Linked DNA regions of Anas platyrhynchos: region 1 is linked to region 2. Evidence: chromatin contacts called from public Hi-C data. All regions are on one chromosome and are shown on one strand. Each heading gives the region's core, a stretch centred on a gene start, on an enhancer-like site or on the middle of the called end of the contact. The rest is flanking DNA. Distances are from core to core; before and after follow the strand shown.

What was found. A called contact is a pair of places that touch in the nucleus more often than the background predicts.
Region 1: a Hi-C map of liver shows a contact between it and region 2, with 2.0 times the contacts expected there. The contact joins the enhancer-like site here to the promoter of CHRNB4 in region 2. A contact is called at or near these places in 4 of 8 Hi-C or Micro-C datasets (F1 follicle, liver, skeletal muscle and 1 more).

Annotation. Positions count from the first base shown.
Region 1 is chr11:11,480,374-11,483,704 of IASCAAS_PekinDuck_T2T, forward strand. The region is part of intron 4 of LOC106019666 (a long non-coding RNA gene); the gene reads left to right. Among named protein-coding and RNA genes, the nearest start is that of UBE2Q2, 19 kb to the right of the region's middle. Within about 2 kb of position 1,283, at least 1 of the 8 cell types and tissues checked has an H3K27ac peak or open chromatin away from gene starts, as enhancers often do.
Region 2 is chr11:11,424,759-11,428,391 of IASCAAS_PekinDuck_T2T, forward strand. CHRNB4 (cholinergic receptor nicotinic beta 4 subunit) reads right to left here and starts at 2,152. Exons shown (of 6, transcript XM_038185056.2): 1 at 1,565-2,152. The region is part of intron 3 of LOC106019666 (a long non-coding RNA gene); the gene reads left to right.

The DNA.
Region 1 (3,331 bases), core at 33-2,532, 55 kb after region 2:
GAGATGTAGGCTGTCTCCAAGCAGCACAGAGGCCTTAGAGACTGGTAAATAATGAATATAGCTCTGCTCTGCTGCTGTTAGTGCTGTGACTCATGGCTAGCTGCCTGTTGTAACCACCTGCTGTAGGGCCAGAGGAGGACTGGACGTTGTCCTGAACATGGACCACAAGAAAAAAGAGCGGGGTTTTAAGCTCTCACTGCCGTCTGGTCAGTCCTTATCTACCTGGATATGAAAGATACCAACAGCACTTAATGATAGAGGTAACCTGAGAAGGGAGGACATAGGACATTCTCTGGTGTTTGGCAATAGAGGGTCTGGACTCGGAAGTTGTTTTTCTTCCTTGGCTTTGTCAAAAAGCAGGGAAACAGGAAGGCAACAGCTGCCATGAAGCTCTCCAGATGCGTCTCACACATCTTCTGTCAGCAGGTGCCAAGGGCTTCCCCCAGCACAAAAGTCTGGGAAAGAGCTGGGACAGAGCCCCTCTGCTAAGGGAAGGCCCCTTGAAGCAGCTGGGTATCTGAACTAGTGATGTGCGGATCAGTAGTGGCACTGGAAAAAACCTGGTGCTTTGTTCTGCCCATTTGACCAAGCCCAAAATAGTCAAAAGTTGAAGCCCTCAATTTTCTTCCCCAGCACTGATGTTCAGAAAACAGGAGCCAGATGTGCTGGGTGTTGCCGGTGCTGGTGTTACTGTCAGTCTGTGCCAGTCCCACTGCACAGGGCTAGGGGCAGCACAGAGCTAAAGGGTAAAAAAAAAAAGGGTAAAAACAGCTTGTGTGGCAGCAAGAGAAAGGTGTTGCAGGGCACCAAAAGCAGGGATCAGGTTGTGGTGTCCGTTGTGCACTAATCTTTGTTCTTTGATTGCCAGTTTCTGTCTGGTTGTCTTTACTCCCACATGAGCGTGGCGAACAAATGCAGGTCTGTAGCTGTGATTTTACCTCAGGTGTATCAGGCTCGTTACTCTGATGTGAGAAGAAAGTAAAGAATACCAAGTTAGTCTAATGGTTGTAAGGTTGCACTGAGAGACCAGCCTGAAAACAGTCAAACAGGAGCCGCAAAGCTACACAACTTTATTTCTTCTATAGGTGCCTTTGCATTTTCTGTTTCACTGAAGCTGCTGTGTAAACAAGTAACTCCTAGATTTTCCTCTGCAGTAAGCAGTACAACAGCAAAGAGCACCAGCATTCAGGAAAGAGTCCGTTCTTTTACTGCATACTAGAGAAGTATCTAGGATGATGTGGCTGTCTGGCAGGCAGCGTGCAGCACTGGGTGATGAGGTTAGGCTTGGTTCCATTAATGACTTCTGAGTCACTGGCATACGCTGATTAACATTGCTTCCACACAGGTCTCCTTTCTGCAGTAATACCATAGCTAAGGCTGTAGAAGGGAATGGTGGGACTGGGCAGGAGAAAAGAGACTGGAGAAGTAGAGAAGGAAGAAGGACAAGGCCTGAGTGAACTAAAGCGAGAAAAAATGTTCAGGGGGAAAAATGCCAGGCAGCACACCTCCTGTTAGAGGGGTCCTTGAACACCTCTTAGGACTGCATTTAATGTAGTTGTGATGGGAGGGTCCTCGAGGTCTTGGCAGATTTTTTTTTCTAGTGCAGAAAACTTGCCAAGCAAAAGAAAATTCCTTGAAGTCCAAAGTCAGTAGCAGGCAGGTGCAGCTGTAGCTGCTGTATATTAATTGCTGAGATAGACTAAATCCTTCTGTCGGACATCGGACCACTCTCAGTTTCAAGTACTTCGTCATCTTCCACAGGCTGCTTTGCCTGTTTCATTGATGGAGGATCTGGCAGCTGATGAGTGTAAGGTCACAGGTTAATGTTATGTGAACTGAGCCATTTTCTCAAGCCATTTACACCTCCTGCACCTTTCTCAGCCTGCCCGAGGCTTGCTGCCCTACCTTCTCCCTCCCAGTGTCAAGTCTATCTCCCTGTTTTTGTGACTGCTCCCTGCCTGCCCAGGGCTGTTACTAATAAGCTGCTTCTGTGAGATTTGGGACATATTTGTATCTGTCCTGTGCAGCCTGTAGGGGTGGGGTTGTGGGTTTTTTTGTTTGTTTGTTTTGTTTTAAAGTGCTTTCTTAAAAGCACTATTTTCTGTTGTTGTATTTTCCTTTTTTTTTTTTTTTTTTTTAATCCAGAATAATATATTGATGGTATTGAGACCAGCAAGCAGGCAAACACTTTGCACCAACATCCTGCCTTGGTTTTCACACCCCAAATTGCTTCATGTTTCCTACAGCCCCTCATCACTGGAAGTATTTTTCTCTGGCACATAACTCAGTGCCTTTGGTAAAGTGGGTATCTCCCTGTTTAATCCTACTTTATTCTGCAAGAAAATGTCCTTTCTGTTTACAGAGTTGAAAATCAAAATCCTTTAAGGTCTTTGGGAAACTGGAATATTCCCTAGACAAGCCTCCAGTATTTTCTGCTTAGACCACTTCAGAGTGTTTGTCGCGTGTTAGTTGTCTGTCTCTTCTCAAGTGAATTTAATGACTGTAATGTGCTCCCTGATTTGCTTTTAGACCTTCAGATAAGCAGTCTTCCTCTTTATGAATTCTGCCTTTGACGTGTCCTTCTGGTGATGCTCCTTGGGCTCAGTAGCCTAACACTGCCTACAGCCTTGCAGAATAGCTCATCTCTGCTTTCATGTTCTCTGTTGTACTGCCTGTGTGCCTAGAAGCTGCACCTGTGATCTTGGATGTATTTATTGTAGGAAAAAGGGCATGTTCTTCAGAGCTAGCAGTCTAAATAAATGAGGTGGATGACAGATGAGAATGAAAAGGAGGCACCAGCAGCCTGTGTGACTCACTTGACCTCACATGACTGGTGAGAAAAGTCCCACACGCAGGGCTTGTGACAAGGCTGGGAAAAAGCTGTCTGGGTTCCTGTCTCTAGACCGGGCAGTCTCCCAGAGTATCAGGTAGTTGAACCTTAAAAATACTAACAGTGCAGTGTGGCTGTAAATCAAAATGGTGCAAACATTTGTGGATAACTATATAATCTGTAGAGCCTTTGTATCTTAAAATGGGTTTGCTAGGGATTTACTCATCTTCTGTCAAAGGTAGCAAAGGCTGAGAAACTGTGCAAATACCAGCAGTGATGCAGCTACTTTTGTAAAGTACGAGATCATTCCCAGAGGGAGTGGCTGCTGGTAAGGCAGCATTAAAGTTCCAGGAAGAAACCTGCAGCTGTGAAATAACAGGAGCAGCGTGGCTACTCCAGAGACCGGCTAATTGATAGGGTCTCAGCAAGAATGTTCTTTGGCTGAAGTAGAAAACACTTGGATCATCCTCTTCAGATGTCCACCTCTGTGGGGCAAGAGCA
Region 2 (3,633 bases), core at 902-3,401:
TAGCTTCACTGAACATGCTGCACATCTCCTCCATTAAAAGGAAAGCAAATCACCCCATAAATTGCAGCACAGATTCTGCAGTAAGTTTGTATTCTCTGTGTAGGGGTATTACTGTTAAAAACAAACTGCTTTATCATGCTTTCAACTTCACAGTAGAAGAAACAAAAACAGGCTTGATTCACTACTCTGTGCAAACTTTACTTTTTACATGGTCAAAGTTAAATATAAAAAATGAAATAACTACTTAGTCTGTGCTGTACTGCTTATTTTCAGTGTAGTGACAAATACGTCGGCATGATTTCCCCAGAACAGAATAAGGAGCAGTGTCAACAAATACAGGCAAGTACACTGTTACCACTATCTAAACTGTAGAATTTAACAGAAGACATGCTTCCCCCATTTCCCTAACAAGTTATTAAAATAACTGTTGAAATAATAATAGTTTAGAAATAATATATTGCACAACCTATTGTCATTTTGGTCTTTCCTCTTTTGCAAATGACTTATGTTGACAACGGTGACGTACCAAATTCCCGTCTATAATTAGGAAGGAGCAAGTAGGATGCAGCAATAAGACAATCTTATTATCTTCTCTGAAATTACTTAGTGATGTTGTTACTTCTCAGTGTACTATTGAGTAAAAAGATCTACATGGCGTCTCAGGACAATGCACACTACTTTGGAATGCTTATTGTTCCTAAGCAAGTAATAGTGAATTTACTGTATTTTACAGCATATTTTAACTTCTGCAGTACAATTAATGAAAATAAAAATAAAATGCTGACGGATTCAAAAATGTGTAATCTAAAGTAGGCCCTCACCCTGCAGTAGTTACAAAGCAGATGTTTTCTGAAGTATAGAAGAAACAAAACTGCAGGTTGACTAGGTACATATAGGAAAATGTGATTTTTGTCCCAGTTCACTTTCTGCCAGTTTCACTCTGAATGCTTCAGTGGAGTCTCTCCGTGGGAAGATGCTCCCAAGGTAAATGCACTATTGTGTGCTGCTGTTGAGCTGTGCGTGTTGGCTAAAACATAGGCAAGAAATCCTGACGGGCTAAAGAAAATGTTCTTAATGTATGTTTACATTTTTAAATATATATTTATGTATTCTAATTGAATTTAAACATTAATTATGTATGAATCAAACAATTAGGAAATAAGAACTTTGCAAATACACAAACTTGAGTCAATAATTGTACAGAGGGGGGAGATCTCTCTCATTTATGCTTTATGTCTTGGTTCATTTTTTCTTTTTTTCCCTCTAAACGCAACGCCTGCTTTTCCTGTCACAGATTATCCGGGGAGCATCTAAAGGAACATTCTTTACTGGTTATCAATGTCATCTCCTACTGCTCTGTCATTTTATGTCCAACTTACATAAGCATCGTAGTGGATTTGCTGATACCGAATGAGCCAGAAACAACACTAAAACAATCAATTTCATGCATCTTCGTAAAGTCTGCAGCCTACTGAGGTGGTAGTTACGAATGGTATCATCTACCTCCTAGCCCTGAAAGCTAACACTGTTTCACAAACTGTATCTGAAAGAAAAGATCACTTACCGTTAAAATAATAGGAGCCCACTACAAAGAGAAAGAGGGTGTATGCATTCCTCATGGCAACAAGAAGAAGAGGTGGATTACTGTTCTTCAATTAAGACAGCTGGCAGTAGGCTCTGTTGTCAGGGTTGCACAAGGAAGAGATGTAAAAGCAAACCTGGATCTTGGAGGTATTAAATCCCTGGAAAGAGACAGACAGTAGGACCTGGCAGAAGCATTCTGCAAAGTGGAGTTTTCATAAGCATAGTGGTCCCTCCCCCTTTGCAGCTGTTTAAAGAGCTTTGTGGAGAGGAAAAGCACATAAGAAGAGGAACATAATGTGATAATGTTGAATAAGAGGAAATGAAAGAGCAAGCTAAAGAACATGATCTGCAAAACACAACTGCTTAATTCATGCTACTAGATAACATTTAGAAGGATTTCTGGTTAATAAATGCAGTGGGTGGGAATAGCTATGTGGGAAGAGCTGGATATAATTTTGTGCCATAAGACCTGTTAGTAAAAGTCATGTCAACTAATTGCACCCCTAGCAGAAACTTATCTTCTGTGTTAAGAGAAACAGTCGACTGCCTGTTTACAGCCCTCTTCCACTCCAAGGCCTGCACATGTGATCTCTATGAACTAGAACTCTAAAAGGCTTTCTGGGAGCAGCTGGAGGGGAACGGGGAATTTGCTGTCATTAGCATTTGACAGGATTTGTAGAAGAAAGCAAATGCAGCTTGGTGAGAAATAGCCAATAGCCATAAAGACATTTCAGAGCAGTGTTAGAGAAATCTTATGGAAGTTATCTTTTATAGCTGAAGGGTTCAGCAGAGTATAGAGTATCATGTTTTGGGATTTGCCATGGGAAGAGGTATAGAAAGAAGGGATAAGAAGAGTTTAGGTGTCCTTTGCAAGCACTGTGGGGCAGACTGAAGTTCGTGGTTAGAAAATGTAAGTTAATCTTCTAGTTACTATCTTATCCCCATATTGAGATTCCTCTCTGCGTATGGTGGCCACAGGATACAGTTCTGAGCTCGTCCCATCTCCCGGCAGTCTAACTCCCAGTGGAGGCATTCCTTATTTACCAGCATAACCCATGTATGGACCAGACCCTTAATCTTTACTTCTGCATCAAGCACAGTTGCTTTCTAACTGGAGCTATTTGGAGAAGGGCAACTGCTGCTATTTTGAGGCAAGCTGTTGGTGTAGCATTGAGCAATTCATTACCTTTCCTTTAAGCACTGTAGCCACCACCTATTTTTTTATTCGTCGCTAAAGAAGCCAGTGCAATCCAAGTGATTGCATGTGAATGGACTAACTGCAATGAAAACTTCAAAAGCTGGAGGAAAGCAGAGAAAGCACATGTTGAAATTGAGCTTTCCTACAGCAAATTGTTCTATTTTAATAGTAACAAACTCTAGTAAGTATGTGCCAAGGAAAGCGTTTATGCTGAGCCCTTCACTTCTGGCTCCTCACCATGGTGTGCTTCGCTTGTACCTCATCATAGGCCTCTACCAGCTGACTTTGCTACGCTCTTGTGCCTGCTGCTTAGCAATGTTGAATGGGGAATTGCTCTCAAGGGACTATGCCTTTAGTTGTTATGGGTATGGTTGAACAAAGTACCAGTCTGTTGGGGAAGAAGGACTGCAGCTGTTTCTCTGTTTTTACTTTCTGATATATGACCTATTTATCCTCAAAGGCAAATCTTACATCTGCCAACCCAACCTCTGTGCTTCAGCAGCAGTCACAGGAGTAACAGATGTATGCACCCTGAAGCCATTGCACTTGTACCATGTACACTGCTTGACGCTTGAGAGTTGAATAGCAGCTCAAGGTATAAGAAAACTGACAGGGACAGATTCACCAAACTGGCGGGTGGTCACAGAGCCAGAGTCACAAGTTGTTCACTGATTTTTGCTGCTGAAGCTGGGCAGGGAGAATGACCACAGCTGTGTTCCTTCTCTTTGGCCATATTCTTTCCTTTGCCATTCATGTCTGTGCATTCTTACCAACAGGTCACTGAAGGGCTTCCTTGGTCACTTGTGCTATGCAATACATCTTCCTAGGGTGATACTATAGAATTCCACTTG